Linked DNA regions of Mus musculus: region 2 is linked to region 1. Evidence: chromatin contacts called from public HiChIP or PLAC-seq data. All regions are on one chromosome and are shown on one strand. Each heading gives the region's core, a stretch centred on a gene start, on an enhancer-like site or on the middle of the called end of the contact. The rest is flanking DNA. Distances are from core to core; before and after follow the strand shown.

What was found. HiChIP or PLAC-seq counts read pairs in DNA pulled down with a chosen protein or histone mark.
Region 2: a FOXA1 HiChIP or PLAC-seq map of pancreatic cancer cells shows a contact between it and region 1. The contact joins two enhancer-like sites. A contact is called at or near these places in 1 of 15 datasets of contacts at CTCF or cohesin (the NIH/3T3 cell line), 1 of 484 Hi-C or Micro-C datasets (nephron progenitors) and 1 of 115 datasets of contacts at active chromatin or transcription factors (pancreatic cancer cells).

What each region holds. Positions count from the first base shown.
Region 1 is chr15:40,499,103-40,504,723 of GRCm38.p6, reverse strand. No RefSeq gene overlaps it. Among named protein-coding and RNA genes, the nearest start is that of Gm16294, 25 kb to the left of the region's middle. Within about 2 kb of position 2,718, at least 4 of the 459 cell types and tissues checked have an H3K27ac peak or open chromatin away from gene starts, as enhancers often do. A contact at or near this core is called in pancreatic cancer cells, where this site is marked.
Region 2 is chr15:41,025,590-41,031,210 of GRCm38.p6, reverse strand. All of the region lies in intron 5 of Zfpm2 (zinc finger protein, multitype 2), which reads right to left. Among named protein-coding and RNA genes, the nearest start is that of Gm46502, 150 kb to the left of the region's middle. Within about 2 kb of position 2,715, at least 42 of the 459 cell types and tissues checked have an H3K27ac peak or open chromatin away from gene starts, as enhancers often do. A contact at or near this core is called in pancreatic cancer cells, where this site is marked.

The sequences.
Region 1 (5,621 bases), core at 1,469-3,968:
AGTGTGGACACTTTACCCCTTCCTAGAAATGGGAACAAAACACCCATGAAAGGAGTTACAGAGACAAAATTTGGAGCTGTGACAAAAAGATGGACCATCTAGTGATTGCCATATGCAGGGATCCATCCCATAATCAGCTTCCAAACGCTGACACCATTGCACATACTAGCAAAATTTCGCTAAAGGACCCAGATATAGCTCTCTCTTGTGAGACTATGCCGGGGCCTAGCAAACACAGAAGTGGATGATCACAGTCAGCTATTGGATGGATCACACGGCCCCCAATGCAGGAGCTAGAGATATTACCCAAGGAGCTAAAGGGAACTGCAACCCTATAGGTGGAACAACAATATGAACTAACCAGTACCCCGGAGCTCTTGTCTCTAGCTGCATATGCATCAAAAGATGGCCTAGTCGGCCATCACTGCAAAGAGAGGCCCATTGGACTTGCCAACTTTATATGCCCCAGTACAGGGGAACGCCAGGGCCAAAATCGGGGAGTGGGTGGGTAGGGGAGTGGGGGGGGGGTGGATATGGGGGACCTTTGGGATAGCATTGAAAATGTAAACGAGGAAAATACCTAATAAAAAATTAAAACAAAAAGAAGAACTCACACTGATTTCAGTTTCATGTAAAAAACAAAAACCCAGCCTGCAGAGAGAAGCTGGCCATATACAATCCCACTCAAAGCTGTGGAAATGTTGGGAATTATTAACTGCTAGGAGAGGGAGAGACAATTTACTCTACAGACATACCCCTGGCAAACGGACGATGCTATAGTGGTAAGCCACACATTCAACAAAGTATGTATATTTGTATTTGCATATATGCAAAATATATAAATACAAAATGCTGAGTCAGTTTTGTGGTGTATGTGTGTGTGTGTGTGTGTGTGTGTGTATAATTTCATAGCTCATACTTTCTCTTGATAAACAATCAAGGGACTCATTCCTGGGAAAGTCTAATTTTGAAAGGGAGACAGAGGTGACCTGTGAGGAATTAGAGAGAGGAGGCATGGATGGGCTTATAGAGAGGAAAGAGAAGTAGGCATTGTGGTTTAATTTTAAAAATCTGATACAAAATTGGGTGGAGAGGGGAGGGTGAATCAGGAATGAGCTGCAGAAAGTGAAGGTAAAAACAATAAAACACATTGTATAAAACACACAAAAAAAATAATAATAAAGAATTGGGTGAAATCTATGCCCTTTCTCCTTGAACTAAGGTGCTCTAAATGATTGACCAACAGACCATGGTAGAAATGAATATGATTATGATTAAGATTAAGAAACAGTGATCTACTTTCTGTCTGATATGATCAAGCCAAGGTTGCAGGGGGAGTCTATGGACTTCTTAGATGAGATTGCAGGTCAACTAGATATGTTATTCAGAAAGTCTCTGAAATGATGCCAGCCCCAGACTCCAGCCAAGAGTGGGTGAGAGGGATAATAAAATGAGAGTTGTTTTACAGATTGACAATGAGCCGCTACACAGCAGTAGATAATGAGACTGAGGTCTAAAATTCAAAAGTCATGGCAATCCTGTTCTAATAGCCTCAGAAGAAATGATAGGAGGAATGTACTAGTCAGATGGCAGACAGGCATTGCACATGGCCACATTTTGAGAGGGAGTATGTTTTAAAAGCATGCTATTCAAGGTAGGATGGAGTTGCACTACTGATTAGATTTATCAGGTGCCTTTTTTTGATAAAAGACACATTAAAAGTTCCAGCCACACCTACAGAAATATAGTTAGTCTTAGTTTTTTCTTTCCTCCCTCCCTCCCTCCCTCCCTCCCTCCCTCCCTCCCTCCCTCCCTCCCTCCCTCCCTCCTTCCCTCACTTCCTTCTTTCCTTCCTTGAGTTGGGCATGGAATTCAGGACAAGGAACATACCAAGTAGAGGCTCCAGCCACTGTTAACACCCTCCAAGGCCCTTCACTCTGCAACTCACAGTTCTGAGAAGACTTTAGGATATATTTCTCTAAGCATTTTAATTCTCTTTCAGCTAATGACATGACAGGAGAAGGTAGAGAATTTTAGGAATGAAACCAGGTGCCACAGAGGGAGAGGCCCACACCACTGGAATTTCTTCAGGCTGAATTATGCCTTGTCACAGTGTGTTTTCAAATTACCCCAAAGTTGATTTCCAAGAATTTCAGAAAAATATTTGGTCTTCTAAATATCAGTATTCTTTCCAGAAAAGAGATGTGAATCACTGTAAAACATAGAAATATTTTGACATGTGACTTTAGAAAAATCTAAGACCAACGTTGTTATTTTATTAGTTTAATTATTTTGTATCACACACATGACTGCTGCTTGGGAAGAGAACGTATGAGAAAGGCAAATGCTTGTGTCTGTCAGATAAAAAATCCATAACTCCAGCATGAAAGGAGCTCTAGCACCATGTATATGATTGGCTGTAATTGTTTCAAAAAAGAAAATGCCACGAATCTGTTAAAAACAAGTACTTAATTATCTATTAGATTGAATATGAATCCTTAAAATATAAACAAATTGGTAATTACAATTTGTTTTGCACTTTAACTAAATCTATCCAGTTGCACATTATATTCTAGAATTTTTACAAAAGACACACAGTCTAAAAAATTTAAAGTTGGTTTATGAAATTATATTGAATCAGAGTGGTCCTGCTGTTCTGTTCGTGGCTGGAGAAAAGGCCCAGTTTCTTGCTGAAATGAAACATTGTTACCGTGTCACTTACTCATTCCTGGAATTGGTCTAGCGATTATGTCAACATCGACTTCAGTGACAAACATTTGACATCTGGCCTAGAAAATCAGACAGCCGACCACAGAGACTTTGATTAAAAGACTTCATGTAATTTTCTCCAATCAGTAGGTTGGCCTGTTCTTTTATCAGAGTGAAAGTTGCTCTCATCACCTGCAAATTTATATGAAGCCTTTAAACAAACAAGCACAAAAGTTTTACATGAACACGCCCCTGAAGGAGCACCTGCTGAGGGACTTGGTGATTAGCAGAGTTGATGATTTGATTTGTTACGTGTGAAACAAGGCTGAGACCTTTTGTGCAGCTTTTTCTTTTTTTTTTTTTAATTCCAGTTACAGGTAGTCATATGTATGTGTGTAACCTTCCTCCGCTTTAAGAGAAAATCCTGTATTAGCTTCTATTGCTTGCTGGAAAAAGAAATAAGGAAAAACAAAAATGACAGCCTTTCTCTCACTGTCTGTGTGCCAGGGACTAGACTGAAGTCAGAAATCATGCAAGCCAGGAGGGTTCTGTATGTTTAACCTCCTATAGAGCAGAGCCATTCCCATTACTGAGAAGAATGAACCATCAGGGACACAACAATAGAGATCGTGAAATGAACTGCACTGCAGTATCACCATGAATTAAAGTCTCCATCAGAGGCTGTGGCTCCTGGCAGGAGAGAGCAAGGGCTTCGGTGGAGTCGAGCAGAGAACTCTGCATAAATGAGACATCCTGCTGCCTTTTCTCCTTAAAGACAATTTGTATGATGAGATTTGATAATTAACTTATGTCCAACAAACTAAATCTAATGTATCTATTTTCAGGTCAAAGGCTGTGACTGTCACCTCCTGGAATATGCTACCCCATCTCCTAGTTCCTTGACAAGGACACAGCCCAAGCTAATGCAATGTCACAGTAAATTTGCTTATCTCTTAAGAACAATGAGGTGTGCTGTAAAATATGTGTGTACTATCAAAACATTCATAATAAAATCCTAATAAAATTAGCAAGTTAGAATAAGAGGAAGTCATTGTCTTCAATTGCTGTCTTGAAATTACCTTCAATAATGGCTGATGCATTGTGTGTGTGTGTGTGTGTGTGTGTGTGTGTGTGTGTGTGTGTATTCTAAGCCCATGAACACACACTACATTTCCCAGGTTCAGTTTTCAGGAAGGAAGGTATATTATGATGAAGTTAAAGGGGAAAAAATTAAAAAGGAAAAAACAAACAAACAAAAATAAAACCCAACTATTGTCCATTTACAACTTTATCTTACAGTATTTACTGATTGTCATTGAACTGTTTGTTATACCATAGAAAATATGAAATCTACTCAGTGATTAGAGACATACCCCCCTCCGAATTGGGGCAGCATTTTTCCTCTTTGATACTACCTGGAATGGCAAAGTTTAAAAAAAAAAAAATAGAAGGTGAAGAAAGGAAACACTTGGATCATTTTTCAAAATGTCAATGTTTTATTTAAAGCTGCCTGGGGCTGAACTCTGCACTGGATCATGCGCATGGCCTGGTGCTGGAATTACAGCTCTCAGAAGGAAAGAAAGAGGTACAGGGCAAGCCAGCATCACGGGTGGTGACCGTTTCTTGATACATACTTACAACAGTCATTTATTGGTCCGTTGGCCTACGTCCTCATGAAATCAGATTGCATTTTTGGAAATCAGACAGAGAAATAAATAAATAAAAAGACCAGCTCTGTGTGATGACTATCTGTTGGGAAGCACTTTCATTATGTGACCGTCACCAGAAGAATTCTTCTGGAAAAAAGTGATTTGTTCCATGAAAAAATGCATCGAGAGGAAATTGATATTTAGTTACTCATATCAACCATGCTTATAAAAAGGGGATTATGAATTTTTATCATTTAAAAACATTATTTTATTAGCCTTTCTTCATGCACTTATACATGAAATGCCTACCATACGACATTAAACTGCTTTCAGAATATTTTCTGTTAAAATTCAAAATGCATTCCTGATAAATTATTAGCCCTCCCACCTTTTATTTTACAATTTCATGTTAACCCATTAACAACTTAGAAGTAGACAATCTATCCTAAGCTGTCATAATTTTACATAATTTTCTTAGTTATTCCTTCTTAAATTACAGTTACAATATTTTTATAAGAATAATAAAATGTTTTATGCCACTTCTGAAGAAGCATTTACATTGTGTTTATAGAGGTGACTAGCCAAAGCAAGCTAGAAGTCTTTAAAATGTCTCCATTCCTGGAGCTTTGGTGAGCAATCAGTGGAAACATAGCAGCTTCAGAAGAGAGGGCACAAAGTGAGAGGCGATCTTATTGTATACTGTACTCTTGCCTGAATTTAAATGAAGTTGCTTATAAACATTTGGTAGCTGACGAGGTGAGCCCATAGGCACAGACAAAACTTTCCATTTCATATCATACATTTTCATGATCTCCGTAAACAACTGCATAATTTATGAGGCTGTGTTGTGTAAATATACTGAAACCTGTCCTTCCTTCCTTAAAATTGCTCAAAAACAGAGGTATTTTAATAAACTAGTGTGAAGTTGAAAATAATTTATATGCAGAAAATAAGTTATATGCATATAAAGATCTTTACTTTGTTCTCAAAGGCAATCTAAGTCCTGGGACAGAGTCTGGCCCTTATACAGTTTGTTCAGTGAGACAATGAATTATTAAAATATTACAATGCTCCATAAAAGCAGATGTTTGGAATGCTACTGACCTGTCATTTGAAGGTACCTATGCAATATGAGTTCTGTAGAACAATCTTAATTTAAGCGTGGTTCCTTTGAGCAAGGTATTTCATGATTACTCAGTTGTCTGTTCCCGATACCCCAGGCTATTTAAACAAATGACAAAACTTTTGTAAAGCCTAACAATA
Region 2 (5,621 bases), core at 1,466-3,965, 530 kb before region 1:
ACTGAGGTTTACAAAGTTGATTAATATATCTAAAGCAAAAAGCTAATCAACAAAGGAGTGAAAAAACTACCCCAAACGTGTCTAATCCAGAATTCATGATACTGAGCATTTTAGGACCTCTCTACAAAAGCTTGAGTTATTTATGGTTATGCCTTTTGTTTGACTTGTCATGGAAGGGGTGCACTGCTGTGGTCAAATTTATATCAAAGAACTAGTGTAGAACCACCAATGCTTCCAACTATCACAGAATGAACGTACCACATTATCACCTTGAAACATCTCAATTACTAACTTCACAATTTAACTGACGACTAAGCTGAAGGCAAAGCTAAGTCAGACATTACTACCTTTGCCTTCAACTCAGTTGTCAGTTAAATTGTGTTTGGGTAAATATGTAAGCTTTGCAACTGATATCAGGGAGATTGTTACAGATTTGAAGACAATGTATACTTGAACATCACAGGTGCTAAAAAACCAATCTTACAAGAGTGGTTTGGGGACACATATAGTTTAGGCAATGGGAGTGACATGGGAGTAGTATATTTCACAGCAGTAGATCCTGGGTGTTGGCTAGAATCTGACTTTTATCAACGGATCATCTTTAATACATCAGTTCTTGACAACTAACTGGGTCTTGTCAAGTGAAGACAAAAATCATGTGCGAGACAGGGGATACAAACTTATAGTACAATGAGGTATGACTGTGAGGAAATAAACAGGAGGATTGCAAAGATTGAACTAAGGCAGTTTCCATTTTGAAAAGACATTTGTGAAGACAGAATCAAGGCAAGGACCCAATACAATGGAAATATATATGTATAAAGTGAAAAGGTACAAAATTATATTACATTTATGATTAACACTGAACAATTTCCTCTAGAAAAATGAGAACTGTACGTTACTTGTTTGTTTATGTTTCTTCCATCAATGCTTTGAACTTACAGAAAGCCTTTTGAAAGTCATAATTTCACTTGTGCTTTTTAGTACAAGCCTTCAGAGTACAATCATGTCTTTGAACAATGTGCCAGATGGTTAGATAAACACAGCTACCATCAGATGGGTGAATGGCTTCATTTTTCATCTTCCTACAGCTTGAAAATGGATATACAGTAAAGCTCTCATGTTCTCATGAAATGTGAGGATTCTTCTTCAGGACTAATCTTTCTCCATCAGGCAGAAAATCCTGGTATCAACTAACCAAAGATTACTCAAATTGTCTCCTGGACTCTAGCTGTCTCCTCCTTAGCCCCAACACCCTCAACCCCGTTAGAGGCATGAGCGAGGCTGAGCAGCGACCACCAGGTGGCGCCAACCTACAATCAGGGAACAACATATTTATTGAGGCCCAATGTTTTTGCCAGGATTACTATGACTAATTATGATCTCACATATTTGGTGACTAAGTTTTCAGACCCTGCTGATATTATTCTACAGATAATAAAATTAAGTTGTATAGTTTATTCATGTTTATACAGTATGCTACTGTCTATAGTCCAAAGTCAGGCTCCACAGTAAGTATATAATCAGGAGTCTAGGAGCTCACAGTCCAATATAGCTCCCTTCTACCCACGGTATGAGGTAGAACTGACCATTTCGGAGCCTATGCAATCAACTACAACTCATTTATGCTGCACTGAGACCGAAGGACTATGTTGTGTAAGCATGAAAGAAAATAAAATCCAAACAAACAAAGCTCAAGGTGTGTTGCTAATACACTCACTCATACTCTGATTTCGTGTATTAATCATGGACATTTTTTTCTGTAATGAATACTCAATAATTCAATCAATATTTCTCTGGGGATCAGCCGTTACTCATCACGCAGGAAGCTTTGACTCCAATCTAAAGAACCATCAGACCTCGTGTTCAGGAGTAGAGGCAGGAGAATCTCAAGTTCAAAGCCATCCTCCTTTCCTACTGTGCAAGACTGTAGATCGTTTTAGTAACATGTCTCAAAAGAAGAAAAGAAAACAAACAAACAAATGAAACAAAACCCTAACCACCACCGAAGTCTAGGAACACCATTCCACGTAATTTAACAGCTATCTGACAAGAATTGGTAAAATATCCACCCCAAGGTGAGTATGATGGAGACTATGGAAAACACTGTCATGGTTTCTAATGTAAAGGACTGAGTAACCTATTAGTGGAGTTGAAATAAATGGAAACAGGGGAGGGGAACGCAGATAATGTAAGACGAGTATTAGACGCAATGACAACGCAGCTCTTATCAGAGAACATGGAAGTGACTGAGCCCAGGGATGACGAGCACAATCTTATACAAAAGACTAAGAGTTTGATTTTTTTGTCACGAAGGGAGGCTGTGATATAAACACTCTGAAAAGAAAGAGCTGTTAGCCATTCGGCTTCATCTCTTTGCTTTCCTCTGACTCAGTGGTTCCATTTGGGTTAATTCGATCCTTGACGCTCCCAGCAGATTCTTATCAGGGCAGTTTTGTAATAGCTGCTGACCTATCAGTGGGGAATATTGAGAGACATGCACGGAGTATAATTTTTCAGCAGCCACAGGGCAGGTGATGCTGGAAAGGCAGCTCTCTTTTAAATGTATCAGCACTTCCAAGTCTGCAGCGCATAAAAGTTGCTCACAGTTTGTATCTGTGCCAGGAAGATGAAGGCAATGCCTGCTCCACACACCAGTGGTGAGATGTGTGATTTCACCCTTGGAGAATGTGACAGAGTAATCGACTTTGATGATTAATCCATTGTCACAGGAGGCTCAGCATTGGTGGAGATGAATTTGCTGCCTTAAGTGACTCCCCTGTTGTGCTGCATTCTTTAAAACTCTTAGGGAGTTGATACACGGTGAGAGGGGATGAGACTGCAAACCTCAGGAAGTCACTCCGACTCTTTTAGACTTGTGAAAAAGCACACAAGGCAGCTACATGTTTTCTTTGGGCGTCCAGATTTGACTAAATCAAGGGATCTTAGAGAATACATCCCTTCTGGGAAATTCTTGATAATAGGAACACATGATCTCACACAAGGTTTAGAAGACTTCCTGTAAATCATGGAAAGTGTGTTAGAGGGGCTCTGCGGGGCACTGCTTCGTTATTAACATACCTGACCCAGTATTATCACATGTAGTATATGAGTCACATACACTAACATATCATGTATAACACAATGGGCGTATATATTTCTTCACATATATGCATGTTAATGAAAGTCACATAAACAGATGAATACATGCTACAAGTTACTTCTTACAAGTCAAACCAAGAGAAGTCATTTTGCCTGCTAGCGTCCCTTTTCCCTGACCTCCAAATGGACATGGTTTCAGATTATGAAAAACTACTTGAGAATTTAGCCATTCTGTCTTTGAGAGAAAAGACAATAATATTATATTTATAATTTATTAATACATATTATATTAGAGGCTACATATAGCTCAGGTGGACTGAATAGGAAATTGTAGGCTTCTTGGCCCAAACCCCAGAACTTCTGAATCAGGAGGTCTGGATCAAGGTCTGAGAAATCTACAGGCCTCCTCTCAGCAGAGGAGTCTGGAGCAGATTGTCTGAAAACCACATTTTGACAATACAAAAAAAATTGTAACTGAATAAGTTAGATGTAGACTGGGATTTAGCTCTATCACTCTGTGGCTATTTATCACTAAACAAAACCATTAAAATATATAAACTTTAGTTTCAATGACAGCCTAATAAAATGTTTACTATTTGACCCCCTAAAAACATGTATGAATGAGAGTATATAGACACACATATAAAGGCTTCCTAATATATTTGTAGAAATCACATGTAGTACATAATACAAACCAAATAATAAAACATATAGCTGTCTCTCAGCACAGCAAGTTAGAATGCACTTTCTGGTCTTTGAGCAATTTTTGTTTCCATAGTCAGACTAAGTTGTAGATGACCGACAGCTGTTGTTCTAATATGACTGCTGCTCCCTTGTTCTGGTGTCCTCGCAAGGCTAAAGTGAAACACCAAAGACATATATCAGAACATAGTGCTTGCCTTAGGGATGAGCAGTGACTTCATGGGACAAGGTCAGACCTTTAAATACCACAATGTGATTTTCTCTAAATTTTGCATTTTTCCCAGTGGGCTAGCTAGATAAGGAACATTGTAAAGTTTAACTGACATTATTTAAACAATTCTCTTGATTTCTCTAGGTAAGAAACAAATAATACTCAGTTTGTAGCTTGTGCCAATTTACATAAAACAAACATCATTACCATGGCCAAATTTAATCTAGCAATGTGATGCTGATACACCTTCATAGACAACATGTGTATGTGTACGCATGTATGTATGTATGCATGTATGTATATATGTATGTATGCATGTATATATTTACTATGCTGACATAATGGTTTCAAACAAACTCAAAATATTAAATCACAGATGAGTAAAATAATTAAAAAGCAATAGAATTATTATTTATTACAATTTAATTTATTTTAACTTCACATCATGGATTTTGAATTTCACCAAATTTACTATCTGAGGAGCTTAAAATGTCATAGAAAGGAAGAACACACAGAATACATGGAAATGGGAACTGTCTCCCTCCCTCCCTCCCTCTCTCTCTCTCTCTCTCTCTCTCTATATATATATATATATATATACATGTATATATATGTCATAGTAAGAAAGAGCACATAGCATACACAGAAATGGGAACTTCGGCTAGTTTGTGGAGGATCCTCACAAGGATACAATCTGCCCTATGCGTTAGGTAAACCACTACACAGTAGTCTCTTAAATGGAGTTCTAATTATCCAAGAATATTTAAGGCATGAATCTGAGTTATAGTCATTGGGTGAATGATGTACTCTATGTCAGAAAATTAGCTCAAAAGTACAGAGTATAAATGTTTTTTAATAGTGAAATCAGGAAACAGCTATAAAAATACAATAAAGATTTGACCAATTCCTTAGGAAAGGGGCATTAACTGCTTTGGTCTTTGTGCATCCAATATCCTTGTTGTTTTGTTTGTTTGTTTGAAAATCTGTTCAAAATGCCTTTTGTTACCTTGTACAACTGAAAAGTTACAGGTTTATGGTAAAACAAACAAGCAAACAAACAAAAATCCCACAAAGCTCACAGAGAGAGAGAGAGAGAGTACAGGGACAAAGGTCAGAGCCCAAAATGGTAACAAAGCTTCAGGTTGGCTGGTGAGAAGCTGAGTGGAAATAGGGAAAGAGAGAAATACACCATCATGGGGCTAGAATGTAGAGAGCACTCACTCTGCTGGGGGTGTGGGTGAGAAGGGCCCTAGTGTACATGCACACTGCAACCTAGCTTCCCTTTTAATGATGCAGAGAGCAGGACACAGAGAAGTTACAAGAAGCCACAAGACCATCCACATAGGACGGTGGGCATCAATGCTTATGGGTATCATAAGCAAGGGCTTTGGAGAGCTCTTTCAAAACCACTACAAATATAGAAACGCAATGCTTACAAACACACATACGAGCACACGCACCCTGCCTTGTGTTTTCAAGCTTTATGAGATTTAGCTTATGGCATGGTTCCAGTCCTGAACTTAAACTATATTTCCTACAGAGTTTTGGAAGAGTAGAAATGGTTACCCCCTCCTCCCCGCATGTCTTTCCATTTGAACATAGAAAG